Linked DNA regions of Sus scrofa: regions 2, 3 and 4 are each linked to region 1. A link is a contact called in public Hi-C and HiChIP or PLAC-seq data. All regions are on one chromosome and are shown on one strand. Each heading gives the region's core, a stretch centred on a gene start, on an enhancer-like site or on the middle of the called end of the contact. The rest is flanking DNA. Distances are from core to core; before and after follow the strand shown.

Region 1 (2,710 bases), core at 57-2,556:
TATTATGCTCGTGCTGGCCCATCAGTGCCAGGAAGCCCCGGCGCAGTCCTGTGACGTGCACGGGGGTTGCAGCAGCTTGAGAGCAGCAAAATGCAGTTAGGAGGCACCTGCTGGAGAAGGCGAACCAACAGGAGGGCCCGGTTACTCGTCCCGTCTTCTTATGGAGAATCCCTCCCAGCAAATTTGTCTCTGTAGAGCCAAGAATGCACCACTTAGGAAACATCAGACATCGCTTCTGGCTGGAGGTGTTCACTGCACCCACAGCACCCTGTACCCATGAAAACACGTCTTTGAAACGAGTCTCTGATTTGCTTCCCAAGCACAAATTCAAATCCACTTTGCTCCTGTCCGTGGGGAGGGTTCCTTTATTTACACACAATCACTCCAATGGGCTCCTCGAAGACATGCATTGAGGAGGCCACCAGTGGCTCAGCGGTTAAGGATCCGGCATTGTTACTGCTGTGGCTCCGGTCGCTGCTGTGGTGCGGGTTCAATTCCTGGCCTGGGCAGTTTGGGCATGCTGCAGGCTCGGAAGAAAAGACGTGTTTACTCTACAAGTAAACAATGGTCATTTAAAATTCTCTTCTACTAAAGCTGTAGGTGGAAAGAATATACATCTGTTTAGCTAGGAAATATTAGAAATATTTCTAACAATTAAGAAACATGAGATATTTAATAGGTATTTTGTGGGCAAAAGAAGTTATGAAGGCATGGCACCAGCCTCGCGGGGTATGTGCAATGGTGAATCGGGGATGGAGGAGCGGGAAGGATGCTTGGTCTCCGCTGGGAGTCTGGCACCTTCTAAGGGGTTTTATACACCCTCCCCCTTTTAATTGCCCCACTCCCTGATAGGCAGGGATTAAGGTCTCCATTTGACAGACAGGAACACTGAGGCTCAGAGTGCTTACTGTGACCCAAAGTACCAAAGAAGGATTTAAGCCTCAGTCTGGCTCTGAAGCTGTCACCTGGCCCCCAGCTGGCCTCTGGGGAGCAAAGGCTGTGTCCTGCCTCGTGGTGGCCTGAGGGCAAGGTCATGTCTGCTGGGGACATTTCAGCCTGAGAAAGCGACGAAAATGGAGGCCACAGCATCCTGTCGGCAGCTCCCACCGGGTTCCCCGTCTTCCTGATCCCCCTCCCGACCATCCCGGCCACCCATGAGAAGGCTGAGAGAAGCCAGCGGGGCCCAGGACAACAGGCCAGAGCAGAGCGTGTGCATCCCGGGCCCTGGGCCTGGGGAAGGACGTCCCCTCCTTCCTGGAGTCCTGGCTTCCTGCCTTTGTAAGAGCTCTGGCCGCGGAGGGCTGGAGCCAGAGGGAGGCTTCAGAGGTCAGGGCTGATGAGACTGCCCAGCCAGGGTCCAGGCCACGAGGCCCGTACAGGCTGGCAGATCGGACAGAAGGGAGCCAAGGTGCTGCTCGTGCCTCGGCACCACCCACCGGGGCTCCTTGCCAGGCTCACGGCCAACAGCCCGTGGCAGAAGGCCAAGCGTTCCTGCCCAGATGTGCTGGTGTAAACAGCTGGACCAGGAGTCGGACGATGGGGAGCCCGGCCAGGACCGTTTCTGTAGCTCACAGAGACTTCTGCTCCTGCTTAGTAACCCAAACAAAGACATCGCTGCTATTCGTGGGTAGATTTTTTTAAAACACCCACACAGATGGATAGTAAATGTAATAAATATGTTAGTCCCGCCTTTACAAGGTGAAATTCAATCAGGATAAACCAAAGACCTACACCTGACCCCCAAAAAGCAGCTGCTCGGGTGAGAGAAGGGGGGGGATGTGGAGAGGGGGGATGTGGAGAGGGGGGAGGAGAGGGAGGGAGGGAAACAGAATTTCGCCCTTTTGTGCAGCTTCAGGCATGAAAATAAAGGAATTGGGGGCTGGTGCCCGTGAGCCCTGAGTGGGCTGTTGTCGGAAAACCAGGCAAACAGGTATCAGGGCTGTTCTCTAAGCCAGACTTCCTATTTTAGAGCAGTCTTGGGCTCCCAGCAGAACCGGGCCGCAGCCTCAGCGCGTTGCCAGGTCCCACGGCCGCACGGAGGATGGGGCGGCCCCAGACGGCAGGTGCCTGGGGCGCCGTCTGCAGTGAGCGGACCGGGCTGTCATCTCGGTGAACGTGGTGGGCATCTGCTCTTGGTCTGTGCTGGGCGATGCGGACGAGCTGGGCCCAGGTCCGTGTCACAGGCCTTAAAGAATTTTCAACCACATTGGAAAGGCTTAGGGCAGGGGTGCCGGAAAGGTGCCCGGTGGGGGGAGTGCAGCCCGGCACCAGGCGTTGACCCTTGTGCTTCTGAGTTGGCATAGAGTTGGAGCAGGCGGCTGTGAACCCATGAGGTTGGCGTAGCTGGGAGTGGGCTGGCCGAAGGGGTACCAGGGGACCGTCTGGACAATCTGTAAGCCTGACACCTGTCACCATCCAGCTGCCTTCCCCTCGAATTTGCCTGACCATCAGCAGTGGCATCAGCATGTTTCTGTCACCAGCGCTGACCTGGTCGCCCCAGATCACCTGTCACAGTCCATCGACTGGGCCTGAATCCCCCCCGCCCCCACTGCCCCAATCCTCTCCTCTGCCTTGGTTTATCTGACTCTTCAATCCATCCCTGCTCTTCCTGTGATTGTCATTTATGGTTTGTCCCAGCTAACACCCAGTAAGGACTCGAAGGTACTGCTGCTGCTACGTAAAAGATCATGCACGGAAATAGACATGTTAA
Region 2 (2,710 bases), core at 59-2,558, 450 kb before region 1:
AAAAGGCAAGAAGACAAAAAATATATATATATTCCTTTAGAAGAAATGACTTTAATATAAGAAATATATATAAAGGAAATACTGTGTGTATGAGGTAGATAGATATGAAATACTATAAATAAACACTTTAATTATGTCCTCCAACGAGTGGCTAAAAATACTTACTGGCTACCATCCAGTTATTATCCCTTGGGTTTATTTATTTATTTATTTATTTATTTTGTCTTTTTGCCTTTTCTAGGGCCGCTCCATGGCACATGGAGGTTCCCAGGCTAGGGGTCTGATCAGAGCTGCAGCCGCTGGCCTACGCCAGAGCCACAGCAATGCGGGATCCGAGCCGTGTCTGCGACCTACACCACAGCTCACGGCAACACCGGATCCTTAACCCACTGAGCAAGGCCAGGGACCAAACCTGCAACCTCATGGTTCCTAGTCAGATTCGTTAACCACTGAGCCACGACGGGAACTCCTCCCTTTGGTTTATTTTTAAAAAATCAATCTACTGGCTATTTAGTCAGCACATGACCTGTACATGTCAAAAGTTCATTCTGACATTTTAAAATACATTTAGTAGTTAAGTTGATTGAATCAATGTTATCTTGTAGATACGTTGCCTCAATTTCCTCCCCAGGGTCAAAAATAGACCAAGTCCTGGGAACACGTGGACGGGTCCCCACACCTCAGAGGACTGGTCCATTAGTGTCATCAGGCTGCGATTATCAGCCCCAGAGACAGAACAGCAACACCTGTCATGGATCCACAGAGGCTCCGGACAAAGGCACACCTGAGCTGGACCCCAGCTCGGCCTCGCTGTGCCTGGGTGACTTTGGGCCTGTTGTTTAAACTCTCTGACCTCAGTTTTCCAATCTGTAAAATAGGGATGGTAACACCAAGGTCATTGTGCTGTGTTATTTATTTATTTACTAAATAAATAACAACTGTGAATGAAAAAGCAATGCATTGCCTACCCCACACAGCATAGCTGACCCCAAAACAGGCCCAAGCATCCACCCTGACCGCTGCAAACAGCTGTGCACTTGGAGAAGCAGGTGTCACACGGTTGTGTGATGCCAGCAGCCGGGGCAGCCAGGTGACCCCCAAACAAAGGACTGTGGAAACGCGCGGTGTCCGCGTGTGTGCGCTCACGGTCTGTGCAGGCGGCCGCCCAGAGCTAGGACGTCGTGAGGAAGCAGATTTGCAAACAGACTCAGATTCCCATGCAAAGGAATGAGAGGCTCAGCAGATGTGGCCCCTTTGGCTGCTGCTCCCTCCCTGGCTGTGCCTGGCCTGCTTTCCCTGTACACTCGCCTCCTGCTGGCCTGCCCCCAGAGGCCTTGGCAGGCCTGCTTTGCTGGGCTTAAGTGTGACCTTCCCTGACCCCAAGGTCGCCTGAGATGTCACCTCGGAGACTGCCAGACCTCCCTGGAGCTGACCTTCCATACACATTTCCAGACTGTTAGCATCCGGCCCAAACACCCGTACACTCACAGGAACTCCCTCACTTAGATTTAAGAAATATATTTAGCAGACAGATTTCATTTCATGGGTGAGTATTTCGGGCGAAGCTCTCCCCGTGATGCCCAAAAGGTAAACGTGACATTCAAACTGGCTTTTTGGTGTCAGCTACAGCTGACTTAGAGTTTGAGTCTAATGTAATCGAGGCCGCCAACAAATTACTGGCAGCAAAGCGACAACAAGCCCATTACCTTCGGGACAGCCAGTCAATAATTCCACAAAGTGGGATCGCTTTGGGTTTTTAGCCTGTTTTCAAAATAAGCCTCCAATCTGTTTGGATTCACAGGTTGTGTCACCCTCAGCCAGCAGGCAGGTCCCAGCACTGGGTGAGCACATAATCTCACAGGAATAAGACACACAAATGAATGCAGAGCAGTGTGGTTAAAGGGTTACACTGATTGAAACCAAGGGCCTGAACGACTGACCTGGGCAATCGGAGGGCAGAAGGGTGTCTGTGCTCAGATCATTCTCCAAAGGAGGTCATTTTGCCTCTAGGTCTGTGTTCACTGGATGAAGCACAGCTAATCGGTGCCATCGGCTCATTGAGGATTTGGAAGCCAGCACACCCTAGTGGATTAGATGGGAATTACAGGTCAAGTTGGCTCAGGATCATGACACCTTGACATGATTCTCTGTAAAAGGGAACACTGCAGAAGGGAATGAAAACTGGTGCCACCACTATGGAGGACAGTATGGAGGTTCCTTTAAAAACTGAATATAGAACTACCATACGATCCAACAATTCCACTCCAGGGCATAGATCCAGAGAAAACTCTAATTTGAAAATATACATGCACCCCAAACTTCATTGCAACACTATTCACAATAGCCAAGACATGAAGCAACCTAAATGCCCATCAAGAGAGAAATGGATGAAGAAGACATGGTACATGTCAACAATGGAATATTACTCAGCCATAAAAAATAATGAAATAATATCATTTGTAGCAACGTGGATGGATGGACTTAGATTATCATACTAAGGGGAGCAATTCAGAGAGAGAAAGACAACTATGATATCATTTATATGTTGAATCTAATAAAAATAATAGAAAAGAACTATTTAAAAAACAGAAACAGGAGTTACCGTTGTGGCTCAGTGGTTAACAAATCTGACTGGGAATCATGAGGTTGTGGGTTCAATCCCTGGTCTTGCTCAGTGGGTTGGGGATCCAGTGTTGCTGTGGGCTGTGGT
Region 3 (2,710 bases), core at 71-2,570, 360 kb before region 1:
TCCCTCTACAGCTTCATTGCAGGAGCAACTAAGGACACTGATTTTCACTAATATTTATTACATACCACCGTGCATCAGGGAGAGATCTAGGCACTTTTTTTCTCTATTCACTTAGTCCTCACAACAACTCTGTAAGAAAAGCTATTATGATACTTACTCTAAATATGATCAAACAGAAGTTCAAAGTTCAAAGACAGCTGTCTGACCACGCAGATGGTTCGTGAAGACCCAGTCCCTTGCCTGCAAGCCCACAGCTCCTCTGGCCTGCCCCAGTGGGGGGTCAAGGCAGGACAATACAGAAGGTCGCTCTCACAGCACGTCAGCTGCCACGAAGGCAGGTGACAGCATGGCCACTTTCGGGAAAAGAAAAAGGACAAAACGTCCAGGGCCTCCACGTGAACCATGGAGGGATAGGGCAAGAGTTTCTCGTGCACCGTGAATGGACAACCGGCCAGTGATGAGCCAGGGCCTGGGCAGGGCCAGGAGCAGATGGGACAAGAGAGGGGACAGGGGTGCATGTGTGGGACCTGCCCTGAGCCGCGTCCCTCAAGCGTTAAGGTTGAGGGAGACCAGGGGCCACTCCCTGGTCAGAAGGGCTCATGCCGGGAGAGGTCAGTAAGGGCTGCTCAGGGCTGCTCCAGTGTCCCTGAAGACATGTGGCCCTGGCTGGCGGAGGCCTTTATAGGGTACCCAGAGTGTCCACCGAGGCAGGACTGTGTTTCAGCAGATAAACAGAGGGCAGCACAACTTTTTAATTAAGCTGGACTCATCACTGCCCACCAGAGACTCTCGCCCCAAATAGATGCCTCCCTTTGCAATTAGAGGAAACTTAGCCCAGGCAGGGGATGTATTTAATGTCTAAGAATAGCTTGATAAATTGCAAGGGATGCATTTCAGAAGGAGGAGGAGAGGAGAGCTGAACATGAGCGGATACCATCCATGTGCGTTTTTAAACCGAAAAGGATTACACCAGACATTTGACCTCAAAACCCAACCCTTCCCACTCGAAAGCTAAAGTGAAATTTTACTGTTTTCACTCACTTGGGCATTTTTTCAAAAGAAGGCCTTGAGTCACTGCTGGCAAAGGTTTTAAAGAGCCTGTCAATTAATCCAGTGCCCCTCCCCCGCCCACCAGACCGGGACAGTGACAGATGGCATCTGTGTCGACTTCAGCAGGGCTTTTGATTTTGTTCCACATGGTTTACTCATCAAACCCAAAAGAAACAGGCCTCCGCCCCCCAGCTCGGAGGTGGCACGGAGGGGCCGGCACATTGGCTTCCGCATTTTATCAGCGGCCCAACGCCCTCGGCTGGGGCTCCCCAGAAAAGGATGTGATGCAGAACCAGTGACATGGCCCTTCTCTTTCTCGGGCCTCGCGGGGCACCCACGGGAAGTGGGGAGGGCTGAGCAGGGAGAGAGAAGCCAGGCTCACGACAAGGGCCACCCCGGGGACGTGGTTTCCTGGGACAATGGAGGCACAGACCTGCTTCCGTCTGAGCTTGGAAACTGGTCTAAGACGGAGCAAAAGATGTGGCTGAGCGGGGATCAGGCACTGCAGGCTGCCGGGGAGACCCGGGAGGGGAGGGGTCCTGGCGACTTTGTCACTAGTACTGTCTCTTTTCTTTTCTTTTTTTCTTTTCTCTTTTTTCTTTTTAATATTTTATTTTATTTTATTATTTTATTTTATTTGTTTTGTTTTGTTTTGTTTTGTTTTATTTTATTTTATTTGCTTTTTAGGGCAACACCCAAGGCATATGGAAGTCCCCAAGCTAGGGGTCCAATCGGAGCTGCAGCTGCCAGTTTACACCACAGCCACAGCAGCACCGGATCTGAGCCATATCTGCGACCTACGCCACAGCTCATGGGAGCGCCGGATCCTTAACCCACTGAGAGGGGCCAGGGATTGAACCCAAAACCTCATGGTTCCTAGTTGGATTCATTAACCACTGAGCCACGTGCAAAACTAAGGGGGCTGGGGGGACGTGGGGGAGGTACGCCATGGCCTTTGGGGTGGCTAATCTTTGCCAGGAACGTCTCCTTCTCTGGTTCAGGGAGGCGGCACCCAGCACAGACCCAGGAGGCTGCGTGGTGTCTGGAAGCAGGGGAAAGAGGCCCAAACCACAGCCCAGCTCTGCCCCTCACACAGAGGTCGTGGTTCTAGGCACAGAAGCAGGACACGTCTGCTTGGTCATTCATTCATTCAGCCACTCATTCGCTCATTCACTCACTCCACCTGTGTCTCCTGCCCAGAGGAGATCTGGGGTTGACCCCCACAGGGTCTCAAACTCACCTGCCCAGAGAGTGTAGACAGGTAGGGGACTGGGTCAAGCAAGCCCAGGGGAGGACAATGGTTAGTGGCCCTCTAACCCAGCTGGCGGTGCCATGCGGGGAGGCCTCGGAGTCCCCATCGTCAACTTCCAGGAAAACCCGATTTCAGATCTGCACGTGTTGCCCAGTGAAAGTTAGCTACCAAAAACTACCCCCCTTCCGCCCCCCGCCAGGTGGCCCAAACCACACCTCTCTGTGAACTCAGTTAGGTGGTCAGTTCACAACTCCTGCCCCCGCCACAGGTCCTACGGTCTCCCGGCCCCCTGGGACGCACGTCCCCAGCGTCCTACTTCACGGTCAGTGCTGGGTCACGGGTCACCGGCACCACTGCCTTGGAATGCTGAAGGACTGGAGGCCCACGTCAGGAGTGGGGAAGGCGTTC
Region 4 (2,710 bases), core at 61-2,560, 280 kb before region 1:
GAGGATGCTCGGGAGTCTGCTCTCTGAAGTCTGCGGCCTTCCATTGCCCTTCAAGAGAAATCAGACTCTGATCCTTGAATATTTAGGAAGCCGCTGGACTCGGAGGTCTAGGGAGCCCCTCGTGTCAGCAGACATCCGTGTCTGGCTGGAGGGGAGAGGAGAGGGCCGAGTCCCTCAGGGGATCGGGACGCGGTTGGTGCAAGGTGGCAGCACAGCCGGCCCTCCTGATTTCCCGAAGCGCTGGTCCCAGGAGCTCATTAAACAGGATGTGACCGGATGATAACTGTGTCTCCTAGAGACACTGAGTCCCACGTCCCTCCGTGGTCCCCCCCAGTCCCCGCAAGGACTCGGCGTCATCGCCTCCTGGGGGCTTCCTGGGTCCACCCAGGGAGGGGGCACAGAACAGCTTGGAAGCCCTGCTCTTTGGTACCTGGGTGAGTGTGTCATCACCCCCAGTAACAGACCAGAATCTCTCATCACCTTTGCAGTGAAGCAGCAGCAGGCACACCTATGACCTACTCAGTGGGAGCTTTTAGTTTTGTTTCCCCGTGAGAACGAAGCACGCCTGAGAGCATCCTGTTCCCCCAGTTTTCCGGCTGCCGGAGGAAACGTGCAGTGGCCCCCTCCTTGTTCCTGCCAGCCCTGGGCTGATCTCAGCATGAACCCCAGTCACACCTTTTCCATGTCATGTCTGCAGCACACAGGTTCATTGGACAGGAAGCATCGCCTCTTCCTGCCTGTGAGCCTCTTACCCCCAACCTGAGGCTGTGCCGGACCGAAGAGGTTGGCCCAGCCCAGCTGCAGAGCAAGCCAGGGGCACCTCCTACCACTAGCAGACAGGGTCTTGAACCTCTGCTGCTGCTGAAATTGCCCTTGAGTGAGCTCTGCCAACCTGAGACCTGGGTCCCCACCCGGCTGAGCCTCTGTGCACGTGCAAACACACATACACGTGCATACACGCACACGTGGTCCCGGCCAGGCTTGCTCACCCCAGGCCTGGATTGTGGCCTTTGGAGTCCGGCTGGATCCGGCCCCTGCTTGAGCTCTAGTCCACTTGGAAGAGGCTCAAATCCCCTACTGCTCAATGAACCTCTTTTTTGTTGTTGTTGTTAAAAAAGATGAAACTTGGCAGCACAGCGCGTATCCTTTCCTTTTATTATTCGTAGAAAACAGACATTTTGATTTTAAACGTTAACATCCCGAAATTTGAAGCAGCAGATTTTTAGCATTTCAACAATGCTCATGGATTCCATTCCACTGACACCAACAGGCTAGTAACTTATTCCGCATCAAAAAGGCAAGACGTCCCAGGCCAGGCTGTCACACTCAGGCTAGGCTTTGTGTTTGGCATGTCTCTGCCCTCTCCCCAGCACCCCCAGCAGGCTCTGGGCTGCATCTTTCATCGAGTGTCCCACCTCACTGCGTCCTCTGCCGAGTGTCCCCTCTCCGGGCGGTCATCCCTCCGTCCCTCCACTTAGCCAGAGTGGATGCTGGAACCACTGGTTTCCCAGCTGGTCACTGACTTGAGGGGTGGCAAGCCCAAAGGAAAGATAAGCTGGAATCCAAAACTGTCCCCATCAGCCCCCAAGTGCCATCACTGCCCAGAGGCATCTTCCCCACAGCCTCCCACACCTTGGTTTGGGGACACCCCAGTGGCATCCATGTGACCTGAGGTGGACGCGAGGGATGCGGAGAGTGCAGCTCAGGGAGGATGGCAGCAATGGGAGCTCAGTGCCTGGGGTGGGGGGTGGGGAGCGCTGTGATGGGGGCACGAGCACATACACGGAGAGTGGCTCCTCCTCAAATGGGGTGTGGAGGAGCTGCAGGAGGGGGCATGAGCGCTGAGTCCTGCCAGGGGTGGATATACACAGGCGTGAAGATGCTCTCAGAGATTATTTTTTAATTAAAGTGTAATTAATTTACAATGTGTTAGTTTTAAGCGCACAGCAAAGTCATTCATTTGTACATATATATACTTTTTCTGATTCTTTTCCATTATAGTTATTATAAGGTAGTAAGTATATCTCATAGATTATTTATAACAGCAAACACACATGAAAAGTTAGTTTGTCACAGGGCTGCTAGGACAAAGGCCCACAGGCCGGGTGGCTCGAAGCAACAGAAGTTCATCATCCCAGCCCTGGAGCCTGGGAGCCTGGGAGCCTGGAAGCCTGAGATCACAGTGTCAGCAGGACTGGTTTCCTCTGAGGCCATGAGGACAGCTCTCTTCCTGCTCCTCTCCTTGGCCTCTGGACACCATCATCCTCCTGTGTCTCTCACCACATCATCTTCGTCCTCCCTCTGTGGGTGTCTTTCTCCGTGAACACATTTCCCCCTTCTGCTAAGGATGTCAGTGGTTGGATAGGGGCCACCCTGACGACTTCATTTTAACTTGATTTCCTCTCTAAAGACCCTGTCTCCAAGTAAGGTCACATCCTGAGGGTTAGGACTCCAACATATGAATCTGGGGGAGACACAATTTAACCCATAACGAGGGCCAGTTGCAACCATGAACTGAACAGTATAAGTTATAAACTATTCAGGAGATGCTTAAGGACCTTCTATGTCAATATGGGAAATGCTTGGGTTGTGAAGGGCAATGATATAAAGAAAGGACATGGAAAAAATTCCAGACAAGTGAAACCAGTGGGTGTGCTCAGGTCAAAAGTTCATCAGTAATCTTCATCCTTTTTCTATTTCACAAACCTTG

What was found. Hi-C and Micro-C count contacts between places; a contact is called where the count stands out from the background. HiChIP or PLAC-seq counts read pairs in DNA pulled down with a chosen protein or histone mark.
Region 2: a contact with region 1 is called in an H3K27ac HiChIP or PLAC-seq map of skeletal muscle, with 12 times the contacts expected there. The contact joins two enhancer-like sites. A contact is called at or near these places in 3 of 47 Hi-C or Micro-C datasets (epiblast stem cells, psoas muscle and subcutaneous adipose tissue) and 1 of 2 datasets of contacts at active chromatin or transcription factors (skeletal muscle).
Region 3: a Hi-C map of skeletal muscle shows a contact between it and region 1, with 4 times the contacts expected there. The contact joins two enhancer-like sites. A contact is called at or near these places in 2 of 47 Hi-C or Micro-C datasets (both in skeletal muscle) and 1 of 2 datasets of contacts at active chromatin or transcription factors (skeletal muscle).
Region 4: a contact with region 1 is called in a Hi-C map of mesenteric adipose tissue, with 1.5 times the contacts expected there. The contact joins two enhancer-like sites. A contact is called at or near these places in 3 of 47 Hi-C or Micro-C datasets (embryonic fibroblasts, heart right ventricle and mesenteric adipose tissue).

Annotation. Positions count from the first base shown.
Region 1 is chr15:136,185,682-136,188,391 of Sscrofa11.1, reverse strand. The region is part of intron 15 of IQCA1 (IQ and AAA domain-containing protein 1); the gene reads left to right. Among named protein-coding and RNA genes, the nearest start is that of ASB18, 71 kb to the right of the region's middle. Within about 2 kb of position 1,306, at least 17 of the 83 cell types and tissues checked have an H3K27ac peak or open chromatin away from gene starts, as enhancers often do. A contact at or near this core is called in mesenteric adipose tissue and skeletal muscle, where this site is marked.
Region 2 is chr15:136,638,134-136,640,843 of Sscrofa11.1, reverse strand. No RefSeq gene overlaps it. Among named protein-coding and RNA genes, the nearest start is that of COPS8, 190 kb to the left of the region's middle. Within about 2 kb of position 1,308, at least 3 of the 83 cell types and tissues checked have an H3K27ac peak or open chromatin away from gene starts, as enhancers often do. A contact at or near this core is called in skeletal muscle, where this site is marked.
Region 3 is chr15:136,544,676-136,547,385 of Sscrofa11.1, reverse strand. No RefSeq gene overlaps it. Among named protein-coding and RNA genes, the nearest start is that of ACKR3, 180 kb to the right of the region's middle. Within about 2 kb of position 1,320, at least 14 of the 83 cell types and tissues checked have an H3K27ac peak or open chromatin away from gene starts, as enhancers often do. A contact at or near this core is called in skeletal muscle, where this site is marked.
Region 4 is chr15:136,466,266-136,468,975 of Sscrofa11.1, reverse strand. All of the region lies in intron 1 of LOC106506421 (a long non-coding RNA gene), which reads right to left. Among named protein-coding and RNA genes, the nearest start is that of ACKR3, 97 kb to the right of the region's middle. Within about 2 kb of position 1,310, at least 14 of the 83 cell types and tissues checked have an H3K27ac peak or open chromatin away from gene starts, as enhancers often do. A contact at or near this core is called in mesenteric adipose tissue, where this site is marked.